Linked DNA regions of Sus scrofa: all the other regions are linked to region 1. Evidence: chromatin contacts called from public Hi-C and HiChIP or PLAC-seq data. All regions are on one chromosome and are shown on one strand. The core of a region is the stretch at or near the end of the contact, and the rest is flanking DNA. Distances in the headings are between cores, read along the strand shown. Region 1 holds the start of CCDC125 (coiled-coil domain-containing protein 125). Region 2 holds the start of SLC30A5 (solute carrier family 30 member 5). Region 3 holds the start of CCNB1 (cyclin B1).

Region 1 (4,288 bases), core at 989-3,488:
GCTTGTTCAAGAGTAAATGCATCACCCTTCCAACCACCCCACCCCCAGATCTCGTCCAGAGTCCTCTCTTTCTGCAAATCCATCAACCATGCTCCAAAACACCCAGGGCCAAAATTTTGGAATCGGAGGCTTTTTACACCCCTCTCCTGCCCCAAAACATCCCATAGCTCCCGTGGCATATAATTAAAGTAGGCGTCACCCTTGTTTTCTGTAAGGAAACTCCAGTTTTCACTTCCTGTGCCATCTGCCGTACTCCCTGCACATGATCTGTGCTTCCGTGTAACGTGGATTGTTCCTGCTCCCAGGTGCCCTCTGCCTGGCGTCCTTAAAGCCTCTGCTGGAGCCACTCTGGAATGGCTTTCTTCTCTCAGGCCTCCCTCAGTTCATGACAAACTCTCCTGGACCAGCAGTGCTTTCTCGTACCTTTGAATCCTTCTAGCTCTGTGTCATACCTTATGGCTGCTCCATGGGCAGGTGGAGTTCCCAGGGCCAGGGATCAGATCTGAGCCACAGGTGCAACACCAGATCCTTAACCCACTGCGCTGGGCCAGGGAGCAAACCTGGGTCCTAGTGCTCCCGAGACACCACCGATCCCGTTTCGCTCCAGCGAAACTCCTGTGTTGTACCCTTCTCATAGTCCTTACTTCCTACCTGACTTGTGTTTTTATTGTACACGCCCCTAGTGCAGGCAATACATGTGTCTCAATGACTGTGCACAGCAGGTGTTTCAAAGACATCTGATGGATGAACTTGAAAGAGAAGAGATTCCTGCCCAGAAAACTTGAACTAGAAGCATCCACACCCACTAGCCGGCCAACCCTTTCCTTAGCAAACAAGTTGATCAAACAGAGACCTAATTCCTGTCAGGCTTGGTAAAAAGGAACTAATTTCAGCCCTTTCTTTTCTGTAAACACTGGCCTGCTACATATCGCTGTAGGATTTCGTTTCAACTTTTATATTAAAATAACTTTAGATTTACAGTAAGTCGCAAAGATAGTACAGTGAACTCCTGTATACCCCCGACCCAAATTCCTGTAGTGCAACATTAGGGTACATTTATCAAAAATAAAAAATTAACATTGATACACGCACTTAACCAAACCACATATTTTATCAGGATTTCCCCAGTTTTTCTACTGATGCCGTTTTTCCGTTCCAGGTTCCAATCCAGGATACCACACGGCATTTTGTGCGCTATAGCTTTAAGGCTTAAAATTGGTAGAAAAAAAAAAACTAGAAAAAAAATAACATAGGAGGAGGGGAGAAGAGGTAGAAACAAAGTCTTTCAAATCTATTTCTTATTTCTGCAATATCAGGTGAGGCCACTAAAGTAGCATTCGGCGAAGAAGGAGCCAGTTTGCCAGCTCGCCCACTCTCCGCTGTGCTTTTCCGAATCTGCAAGGCCCCGCCCCGAGGTCTGGCCGCGCACCCTCCCCAGCCTCCTCGGAGGCTGTGCGAGTCCCGATCCGGCTCCAGGAGCAGGACCCCCCCGCCGCCTCGTGCCGCCCCTCCCCCCCGTCCCCTTAGCGCGCTCACCGAGCACCGACCCTCCAGGCCGCGCGCGCCGCCGCTCTTCCAGCCACGTGACCGACCTGCGCGGCCACTACCGGAAAGGCGGGCGCGGCCGGACTTTAGATCCGCCAACTACCACCGGGCCACGGCCCGAGCTCACCTGGTTCGTGTCGGGCTGGTAGCGCTGCACAACGTGGACGCGCATAACTTACCCAGCTGCGCACAACCGAATTACAAATATAGTTGGAGACCTGGAGAAATAGGAGGCCGAGTGTGCGGCTCAAAGAAGGTAAAATTAGTTGGTTCCAACATGAAGCATCTCGGAGTCGCGTAAGAGAAGGATAGAGCTGAGCTATGGCTCAGCGGGGGCTGCGGGCCTTGAAAGGCAGGCTCTCAGCGCTGAGCAATGAGGGCGCCTTGTGGGCCAAGGAACTGCTGGGGCGAAGGCGAAACTGGACCTGGAAAGCTGCTATTCGGGCCTCCCGCGCTTGTGGGTTTCACGGGAAGGGCCCCATCTCCCTCTAACCCCACCCAAAACGTGCTGGGTCATTAGCTTCATCACCTGGTGCAGTGATGTGGGTATTATTTCCTAATAGCCGACATCTCTTGAAATAATTGAAGGCATTTCATAGTGGTCAAAAAACTTGGCAGGATTTAATGATTACTCACTTTAGAAATAAACTAATGTCGACGAAAATTCAGTTAACAGTGAAGGGAAGGGAAAAAGGGAATTTTATTCAAGCCAAATTGAGGATGATAACCTGGGAGGCAGACTCTTAGAAAGGTGAGAACGGTTCCACCTGTTAGGAGTACAAGGCACAGTCATATGTTTTCAACACATAGGCTCAAACATCAAAATGATATACTGGGGAGTTCCCTTGACAACCTAGGACTGAAATTAGTATATTAATATTTTTTAAGATTCCCATAATGTATATAGCTCTCTGTTAGATCCCACTATATACCTTCTGTTGAAAGAAAAGCTTATTATGAGCAGTGTTAGCAGTAGGATAATTATTAGCAGTAGCTTGATAAGCAAGAGAATTTAGTGAGTCCCAGTAGTGAAAAGAATATTGTCTTCAAAACAGCCATTCATATTACTAAAAACAATAATGAACACATAAGTGGTGCTTAGTGTGTGACAAGCACTGTTGTTGATTTAGTCCTCACAATAGCGCTATGAAGTAGTAATTGTCCTTAGAATGTATGTGATTTAACCCCAGGTAGTACTGGGTAAAAACACAGTGGTATTATCCTACTAGTCTGAGTCATCTTTCTTTTCTGCCTCATGCCCATCTTTCAATGCCCTGCATCCTACATCATTTATCCTTTTCTGCTACTCATTGTAGGTTATTCTCTCATTTTGTTAGAATCTCCAATGGGGCATGCATCACAATCTGTTTGTTCAAAGTGTCCATTTTATCCTCTTTGTATACTTGACTAAGATCATCTGGAGGGCAAGAATTTATCTTGGGAGGCCTTCCCCTCAACAGTGATTTGCATGAAGTCTTACATATACATGATAGGCAAGTTTATTTAAATGAAACTTGTAAAGGTTATGCTTGCATACAGTTTATCTTCCAGGAATTTACTCAATAAACTTGCATGTGCAAAGTTAAATATGCATTAGGCAGCACAATTTAATGGGTAAGAGCCTGCTAAGTTGGAATCCTGACTCTGATACTTCCTAGTTGTGATTCTGAGTAAATCATTTAACCCTATGAAGCTTGGTTCCATCACCTATAATGGAAATAATAATAATACCTACACCTCAGGTAGTAGTCATATGAATTCAGAGTTCACCACTTTTGAAATGTGTTTAAAAGAGTGCCTGGCACATAGTAATATATGTTATCCTTTCTTATCATTCTCATAAAATTAAAAACAAAAAGCTGGAAACAATTTAAATGTCCATCAGTAGGGGACTCAATAAACTACATCCTTAATGGAATTCTTTGCAAACCTTATCAAAACCAAAATGAAATACGACTACATCTTCAGGATGGCTGTTGTTGTCAAGGATATGGAGAAATTAGATCCCGAGTACAGGGATGATGAGAAGGTAAAGTTATGCAACGACTTTGGAATACAGTTTGGCATTTCCTGAAAATGTTAAACTCACTTGTAATATGATCCAGCAATTCCCCTCTTAGCTATATCCAAGAGAACTGAAAACATTATATCCATACGAAAATCTGTACTCAAATGTCTGCAATTCATATTGTCCAAAGTAGATGCCACCCAACCGTGCCACTGATAGAATGGATAAACAAAATGTGGAATAGCCACACAGCGGAATATTATTCAACCATATAAAGGAACAAGATACCCCTAAGTCTACAACTTGGATGGCATTGAAAACACTGTGCTAAGTGAAAGAAGCGAGACACAAAAGAACACATATTGTATGATCCCATTTATATGAAGATGTCTGGAATATGCAAATCTATAGAGACAAAGTAGATTAGTGATAGCAAGGGGCTAGGGGAAGGGAAGAATGAAAAATGCCTGCCAACAGGTAGAGGACTTCTTTTGGGTGGGGTAATGAAAACGTTACAGAATGGGATGTTGCACAATCTTGTGAATATGATAAAAACCAACAGATTATATACACTTTAAAATGATGAATTTTATGATATGTGAATTGTATCTTAATCAAAGAATAGCAAATCAAATAAAGAATAACAAGATGGTATGGTATCCAAAATATATTAAATGAGAAAGTTTGCAATGTATGTTATCATGTGGCTTAAAAAATTATGTACATACACATATG
Region 2 (4,288 bases), core at 874-3,373, 190 kb before region 1:
AAAGTGAGTAGCAAGAAGGAAAACAGAGACATTTTTCCATCCACCACAAAAACAAAAACAACAAAAACAGGAAAGATATTAGCCCCCCCCAAAAAGAGTTGTAATTCTCACCAAATCAAAAATATCAACTGAATCCAAACTCCACTTGGGATAAAAATAAATCTCGGTGTATACACATCATTTTATCTAGTTCTCTGAACTCCAAAGGGATGGAATTAGCTCCAGAAAAGCACAGTAGTTGTTACCATTGCCAGTCAGATGAGAAAATTAGCAATTCTATTGGCACAATCTTATAAATCTACTATACTTTAACAAAAAATTAAAAAATAAGAAAATAGCAATTTGGCAAATAAATTGCCTCCCAAAAAAAATGCTATTAAAAAAGTCACTTTGAGGCTTTCCCATTGTGGCACATCAGAAACAAAACCATGAGGTGGTGGGTTTGATCCCTGGCCTCGCTCAGTGGGTTAAGGAGCTGGAATTGCCGTGAGCTGTGGTGTACGTCGAAGATGTGGCTCGGATCCCGAGTTGCTGTGGTGTAGGCCAGCGGCTATAGCTCCAGTTAGACCCCTAGCCTGGGAACCTCCATATGCCACAAGTGCAGCCCTAAAAAAAAGCACAAATGCATCTTTAGCTTTTAAATTTCATGCCTTCCTCTGCATTCTACACATACGACACATCTTCCCACAATGTTTTTCTCCCATATCCAAAACCTTATCCAAGTTCGAGGTCAGGTCCTATCAGTGAGTCTTTTCCGGCTAAATCCCTATCTGGTTATTTGGAAAACCTTAGCATTTGAGAATTTAATGTGTAATGTTGCTAAGGTCTTGCTCTCAAATTGCTAAATATTTTTCACAATAGATTACAAAGTCCCAGCAGGCAGAGACTAGGACTTCTCGTTCTCTTATATGTTATTAACACTTTCTGTATATTCAAATTAAGTGTAGCATAAGCTAATCATAATTTACACTGTTCAAAACCCCATTTTCATCTCCGAATCCCAGTCCTCAAATTTCCCTATGAATAATTAACATGTATTGATTAGTATATACCATTCACTGTTATTCACACTTCACTTCTCTTTTGTGTGTGTGTGTGTGTGTCTTTTTAGGACCGCACCCATGGCATATGAAGTTTCCCAAAGGGGTGAAATCGGAGCTGTAGCCACTAGCCTGCACTACAGCCACAGCAAAGCTGAATTCCAGCCGTGTCTGCAACCCACACCACAGCTCACTGAAATACTGGATCCTTAACCCACTGAGTGAGGCCAGGGAGCGAACCTGTGTCCTCACGAATGCTAGTCAGATTCCTTTTCGCTGAGCTACTGACAGGAACTCCACTTTTCACATTTGAACACACACAATCCTCCCAAGAACCCGAGGATACAGATATTACTACTCTTACTTTCCAGATCAGAAAACGAGTCAGAAAGGACAAGTGACACAATTAGTAAGTGGCAGATTTGTGAATCAAATCAAGACAGACACTGGAGACCATTTTCTTAACTTTTTAGTAACATAAAAATAACCCTAATAAGGGCTGGTCCTACCTGCCTAGGTTTACTGGCCTGCAGGATTAAGCAGCACAGTTTAGGAGCCAGAATTTAAAAGAAACTCTATTTCGTCACACGCTGTGTATTTCCTCCGCCCCTGCCCTCCGCGGCAGAAGAATCCGCTATATTCCTGACGACCCGTTGGTGGCGCTGCAGGACAGGTATGCGCTGAGGCCGCGTCAATGAGAGAGGCTGAGAGGGGGTGAAGATTCGATCTGTAGCCCCGCGGTGGGAGGAGCCTAAGGAAGAGGGAGGGCTGGCGAGTGGTGTGTCCTGCGCAGGCGCAGAACCTGGCACTCCCCCGAGAGTGAGGGCTGCTGGGTCGGTGACGTGGCCTGGCAGCGTCCACTCCGGTGAGCCTCCGGGGAGCCCCGCGCCGCCGGAACTGTCCGTGGCCTAGTCCCGACGCGTGTGTGCTTGCGAGCCGGGGACAGCGGCGGCGGCCCGGCCTGCGGGGACCCGACAGGGCCGCTGCCATGGGGAAGTGACGCGCTTGCGACCGCTGTTCCGCGGCAGCGGCGAGACATGAGGAGACCCCGCGGCAGGGGCAGCGGCGGCGGCTCCTGATCCCCGCGATGGAGGAGAAATACGGCGGGGAAGTGTTAGCCGGCCCAGGCGGCGGCGGCGGCCTCGGGCCGGTGGACGTGCCCAGCGCTCGGTAAGGGACTGATCTGGCACCCGCCTCCCGATCTGCGGTCTCCCCGCGCAGGCGAGCTCCCTCTCCCTCCCGTCCCGTTGACAGCCCGGGACTCCTCCTCGGTTCTGCACGCGCCCCGGAGCCCTCCGTCCTCCCTGCTTCGGCTCCCAGGCCGCCTCTAGCTTTCTTTGGCTCCGCCGTCCCTCTCTGCAGAATGAATGCTCTAAGATCCAAGGAGGTTCTGCTTGAGATCTGGGTTTCCAGGCAGACCGTTAACCTTAGAACTGCCAGCCAGTTGACGTGAGAGGTTTTTCTGACCTATGAGAAGCATTTCTGTTGGCTGTTTCTCCCCGAAATAATGGGTTGGTGATACTTAACCTTTCTGACGTCTGCCTGCGTAAGTTAGAGGAAGGGTCACCGTCATCTCTTGAGGCGAAGAAACCAAAGTACAAACAGATGAACTTTGATGTTCAGGTTAACCCCGCACACCAAGAATCCAGCCGGTCATCTAGTTTTCCTTTCTTCGTTTATTTTGTTTTGTTATTAAGAAATGTGTGCTCGTTGTCCAAAAATTCAAGCAGCACAGAAATTCATAGAGTAAAAAGGAAAAATCCCCCCTTTATCCCCTTCCCAGCAATGCTCCCGTTAATCCCCAAGAGGTAAGTATACTGACCACTTTCCAGTGTGTCCTTCTTGACCTGTCCTAATTTCTGAGGTAGAGTGAAAGATGCGTAAAACATGGCCCAACAATTTTCATTGCCTTTATAGTTAATGAGGTTAAGTTTTTCTTGTTCTTGAAAACTCCTTTGAGATTTAAAGATGGTTTTGGTAAATTCTTGGAACTGTAGAAATAGAATCACTAACGCAACTTTTTTTTATGAAAAGGGAAGAACACAGCAAATGCTGGAGCAAAATTTAAATTAGCTGCATTTTCTGTAGTACAAGTTCAATTCTAATCTATTTTGAGCAACTTGTTTTTGTAAATAACAGGATATCAGGTATTATTTCCTGAGATGCGACAGCTAAATGCAGTAGGCAATTCTGATGTGGATTTCTAGAGGGGAAAATGCTGTGAAAGACAGTACTAGGTCACTTGACAAAATTGGACTCTGGACAATAGATTAGATAAAAATATATCCATGTTAAATTTCCTGTAGTTGATAACTGCACTGATTTTATGAGTATGCTCATGATCTTAGGAAACACAAGTATTTAGGGATAAAGTAGCAGGATGTATGTAACTTACTCTTTGAAAAGTTCAGGGGAGGGAGTTCCTGTCATGGCTTAGTGGTTAACGAATCTGACTAGGATCCATGAGGATGCAGGTTTGATTCCTGGCCTCGCTCAGTGGGTTAAGGATCCGGCATTGCTGTGAGCTGTGGTATAGATCACAGGCACGGCTCGGATCCCATGTTGCCATGGCTGTGGTATAGGCCGGTGGCTATAGCTCTGATTAGACCCCTAGCCTGGGAACTTCCATGTGCCCAGTGAGGCCTTAAAAAGCAAAAAAAAGTTCAGGGGAAAAAAAACTGTATTAAAGAGAGATAATAAGGCAAAGAAGAGAACATGTTAACAATTAGAGAATCTAAGTAAAGGGTGTGCTACTCTTGCACCTTTTCTGTAAACTTGAATTTTTTTTCTTTTATTGCCACGCCTGTGGCATATGAAAGTTCCTGGGCCAGGGATTGAATCTGAGCCACAATTGCAGTATTTGATCCTTTAACCCACTCTGCCAGGCTGGGGATCGAACCTGCTCCTCCCAGCAACCCAAGCTGCTGCCGTTGGATTCTTAACCCACTGTGTCACAGCAAGAACTCCTATTTTTAAGTAAATAAATAAATAGTTCAAGATTATTTACTCAACAGCTTAGATAGGTGTGGCAAATATTCCTTTGCCACCTTATTTCCACTATTTCCACTATTTCCTCTGCTTGGCAGAGGTGCCCTCCTATTGTAGTTCATTGCAGAATCAAATTCAGCTCAGGACTGGTTGAATTTTTAATAGATTTCAGGTTGCAAGAGTTTTCCTATACGTAGACAAAAATCCAAAAACTCCTTATAATCTACACCAAAAACTAATTGTCAGACCCTTTAATTGTG
Region 3 (4,288 bases), core at 720-3,219, 140 kb before region 1:
TTCAATCCCTGGCCCCCCTCAGTGGGCTAAAGGATCCAACCTTGCCATGAGCTGTGGTGTAGGTTGGAGACTTGGTTTGGATCTGAGGTTGCTGTGGCTGTAGCAGTGGCATAGGCTGGCAGCTGCAGCTCCGATTTGATCCCTAGCCTGGAAACTTCCATATGGCACGATTGCGGCCCTAAAAAGAAAAAAAATGTATGTGCTTTCTCAGCTTCAGCTAGCTGGAGAGAGCCCATGGCAATGGGAAAACAATGTTAGCATTTCCTAAGCAAGTGCTGCTGTGAGGGGAGGTGAAATCGAAGGGAACTTGATGAGGAGCATGGTTTTAAAGTGTCTTCTCACAGACACTTTAGTTGTAAGAAAAAAGCAAACAACTAAGTGTACAGTGCCAAAACCAGGTAAAAGCTTAGCCAAGTGATCAAAATTAATCTCCCTTATGGGGAACAGGTGAACACCACATGTTTGCAAAGTTGATCCCCTTAGAATATGATGTCACCTCCACGGCATAATAGCCAAAAATGCATAACCTCGGTGTAAATCACAGGAACCATTAGACAAACACAAAAATAAGAAAGTTCTATTTCCTAAAAAGTGGCAGGGAGTACTGCACTCTTCAAAACCATCAGTGTTCAAAAAACAAAAAAAAAAAAAAAAAAAAAAACAAAGACAAAGGAAAGCTGTGGGAACTGTTCCAGACTAAAGGAGGCTACATGCAACACTGACCCTAGCTGGATCTTGTACTGGAGGAAAGAAAGTGCTAGAAACTGCTCAAGCGACAAAATTAGAATACAAACTAGATTGAATAAAATGTTATAGTAAATTTACGCAGTTGCTAATTCTATTGTGATTACATTAAGAGAATATGCTTTTTTCCTTAGGAAATACACACTAAAAATTTAACAGATAAGGAGCCATGATATATATAACTTACCCTCAAATATTTAAGTGGTTTTTTGTTTGTTTGTTTGTTTGTTTTTTTAAGGGCCGCACGTGCAGCATATGTAAGTTCCCAGGCTAGGGGTTGAATCAAAGTCACATCTGCAGCCCACACCAGAGCTCAGGGCAACTGAGCAAGGTCAGGGATGGAAACTGAATCCTCATGGATACCAGTCAGGTTTGTTACTGCTGAGCCACAACAGGTATTTCCAAGAAAAAAAATTTATATACAGTTATACATAGATCTATATATAAGATTAAGTAAACCATAAAACAAATGGGGTAAAAATGTTAAGGATATTTGAATCTGGATAAAGGCTCTATGTGTGTTCCTTGTTACATTTTTGTCTGAAACTTTTGTAAGTTTGAAATTATTTTCAAGTAAAAAACTAAAAGAAAAAGATTGGCTTTGGGAAACAACTTGATTGAAGTAATCTGGCAGGTTAAGAGGCAGCCTGGCTTGCAAAATTAAGAGACAATTAGTGTGTGGAAACCTCATGGATCCAAAGAAAGTGAAGTTCAATCCCGTGTTACTAATTTGTGATCCTGGGAGTCACCCAAAGCATCTCGGAGCCTCCTTTTTATCCCAGAGTGCTGTTGGAATGAACAAACGAAAAAAGAATGTATATATAAAAGTATTTCCTGCTACAAGCCACTCTAGGAGAGGAAAGTGTGTTTAACAAGTAGGACTAAAGCCATAACTGCCCCTCACGTCAAACAAGGAGCTCCACTCTTCCTTTCCCAAGGCCGCTGTGACTTGTCTCAGCTAACTTTAGTCGCTTACAAGTTCACTGCTCCAGGTGTGGGGCAAAGAGAACCCTCCCTTCATCAGGTGGCAGTAGCGGCTGCCCCAGGGCGCAGGCGCCGAGTCAGACCACGTGACGGCCTGGCCCCGCCCCCGCCCGAACTTCTTCGCGGGATCGCCTTGGAAACGCATTTTCGGAGGAACTGGCCGCCGCCAATGGGAAGTGAGCGAGTGCCACGAACAGGCCAATAAGGAGGGAGCGGTGCGGGGTTTAAACCCGAGGCGGGGCCGGATTCCTCCCGGCGTGCTGCGGAGGAACGGCTGTTAGCTAGTGGTGGCTTCAAGGTCCCCGGCTGGTCGGGGCTCCAGTGCTCTGCTTCTCCCCTCTGAGCTGCTGCCTGGCCTGGTACAGAGGAAGTCATGGCGCTCCGGATCACCAGGGTGAGCTGCTGCGGTTGGTGAACAAACGCGGCTCTCCTGACTCCTGGGTCTCCTCTCCCTGTTTCCCCTGCTGGAGTTCCCCCACGGTGGGAGCGAATTTGGAGAGGAGGAAGGCGGTCGGTGGGCCCCTAACATACTGGGAGAGTTTGGGGGGCAGACGGACGGAGAGAGAAAGGTGCAAAAGAGAAGCGGATGGGCCTTGGACTAATTGGGGGGAGGGGGCAGATGGAGGGTAGACCGGAAACCTTTTGTAAAAGGTGTTGGAGGACCCGAGTGGGCTCCCACCAATTGCGCAATCTTCTTCCCTGAGGGAAAGGGAAGGTGCCTGCAATTGAAGGCTTTTTCGATTTCCATGGTATTTTAGGTCCGGCGGGGACTGAGCACGTAATCCCTCAATAGGTGAACGGAGAGGTTCCAGGAGAAAACTGACTTGTCATAAGCTTAGCGTAGACCCTGGAACCCCGGTTTCCCCTGGGAACCCATTCACAGTCGGCTTTCCTTCTGAGGGCCGCAGTTTTTTTTGTTGTTTTTTTTTTTTGCCCCGCTTTAACCCTTGACTTATTTTAACGTGGCGGGGCCAACTCCCAGACTCGTCTTGCTTCTTACAGAACACGAAAATTAATGCTGAAAATAAGGCGAAGATCAGTATGGCAGGCGCAAAGCGCGTGCCTGTGGCCTCTGCTGCAACCTCTAAGCCCGGACTGAGGCCAAGAACTGCTCTTGGAGACATCGGTAACAAAGTCAGTGAACAGCCACAGGCCAAACTGCCTCTGAAAAAGGTAACTATGCTGATTCAACTATTCTGTGAGTGTCTCCCTTCCAGCTGTGGCTCTTGGTGGAGAAACAATCCATTCTCTCCTTTTCATCCACAGGAAGCAAAAACTTTAGCTGCTGGAAAAGTTGTTGCTAAAAAACTACCGAAACCTCTGGAAAAGGCTCCTGTACCTGTATTAGAGCCCCAGCCAGAGAGGGAGCCCGAGCCTGAACTGGAGCCTGAACCAGAACCTGAGCCTGTTAAAGGAGAGAAACTTTCCCCTGAACCTATTTTGGTAAACTTTCTGGACCATTTTAGAGTCTGTTGATTGTTTGTTTCCTTTCATTTTATTCAAGTATGGAATAGCATTTGAACAAATAGTAGTAATAGTAACATTTATATAGTACTTAACAGGAAGTAGGTTCTGCTAAGCACTGTACATGCATTAGCTCACGTTAATAGTATACTCAGCACTGGTATTCTTCTAGTCACATCTAGTCAATGACAGAATTGGGTTCAAACCCAGCCTATCTGGCTTCAGAAACTGTGCTTTTAATTGCTTTGTTTTACTACCCCTCCTTTGTTTACGGTATTGAGTGGTAGCTGCAGGGACCAAAGATTTTGCTGTCTTTAAGGTACCAGTCATCTCTGACCAGAATATGTTGACTGAAGCACAGATTGTTCTCTTTAAGTCCTTTTTGTTTACTCCCTAATGTGGCCACCAAATAATAATAAGCCAACACCGAAATATATAAATGTGTAAAGCAGAAAATGTAGCTCTTCAGAGAGCAGGGTAAGAAGATGGCTTAACACTTGGCCTCAACACCAAGAACTTTTTATTAAATATCAGATATTAAATGTATCTTCTTCTGTGAGGGAAAAATATTTCATCTAGAAGAGGCTGCTTGGCTGAAATTGCAATGAATTGCATTCTTAAGTACTAATTTTTAATATCTCCTTAAAGCTGGTTGGGAAATGGTCTGTTAAAGTCATTCAGCCTCATTGTATGTCTAAGGGAAGGGGATGTGACTGAGGCTGTGGATTTAATATTGACCTTCTGGACACAGCACAGAAAACTGTAGCATGCACAGTCTTTGTTTTATGGGATTTTTTTTGTGGTTTTCATTTGTTCCTTTTTTTTTTCCCCCACTCTTTAATTGACCATACCTCATGACCTGAGCTTTCATTTAAAAGTCCCATAGTGATTCTAACCTTTGCTTCCCCACTTACAAGAATACTTTTCCCACCCTCTTTCATGTAACTGATAACCTTTTCATCCTTCATAACAGCTCAAGCATCAACACCCAAAGCTTTCTTTAACTTCCCCCATCCCCATCTTAACTTCCCCCACCCTACTCTTGTTCCCAGAATCAGTCTCTTTACTTCATTTACTTCTTTGTTTTGTTTTTTGT

What was found. A called contact is a pair of places that touch in the nucleus more often than the background predicts. HiChIP or PLAC-seq counts read pairs in DNA pulled down with a chosen protein or histone mark.
Region 2: a Hi-C map of skeletal muscle shows a contact between it and region 1, with 5 times the contacts expected there. The contact joins the promoter of SLC30A5 here to the promoter of CCDC125 in region 1. A contact is called at or near these places in 1 of 5 promoter capture datasets (fetal liver), 4 of 47 Hi-C or Micro-C datasets (heart right ventricle, liver and skeletal muscle) and 1 of 2 datasets of contacts at active chromatin or transcription factors (alveolar macrophages).
Region 3: a contact with region 1 is called in an H3K27ac HiChIP or PLAC-seq map of skeletal muscle. The contact joins the promoter of CCNB1 here to the promoter of CCDC125 in region 1. A contact is called at or near these places in 2 of 47 Hi-C or Micro-C datasets (heart right ventricle and skeletal muscle) and 1 of 2 datasets of contacts at active chromatin or transcription factors (skeletal muscle).

The regions. Positions count from the first base shown.
Region 1 is chr16:47,476,351-47,480,638 of Sscrofa11.1, forward strand. It overlaps CCDC125 (coiled-coil domain-containing protein 125), which reads right to left and starts at 2,239. Exons shown (of 12, transcript XM_013984842.2): 1 at 1,725-2,239. AK6 (adenylate kinase isoenzyme 6) reads right to left here. Exons shown (of 5, transcript XM_003134021.5): 5 at 4,206-4,288.
Region 2 is chr16:47,282,851-47,287,138 of Sscrofa11.1, forward strand. It overlaps SLC30A5 (solute carrier family 30 member 5), which reads left to right and starts at 2,124. Exons shown (of 16, transcript NM_001137624.1): 1 at 2,124-2,210. The coding sequence starts at 2,128. LOC110257255 reads right to left here and starts at 2,613. Exons shown (of 3, transcript XM_021076818.1): 1 at 2,608-2,613; 2 at 1,550-2,507. The coding sequence starts at 2,613. The coding sequence ends at 1,590.
Region 3 is chr16:47,336,270-47,340,557 of Sscrofa11.1, forward strand. CCNB1 (cyclin B1) reads left to right here and starts at 1,970. Exons shown (of 9, transcript NM_001170768.1): 1 at 1,970-2,122; 2 at 2,731-2,901; 3 at 2,995-3,171. The coding sequence starts at 2,102.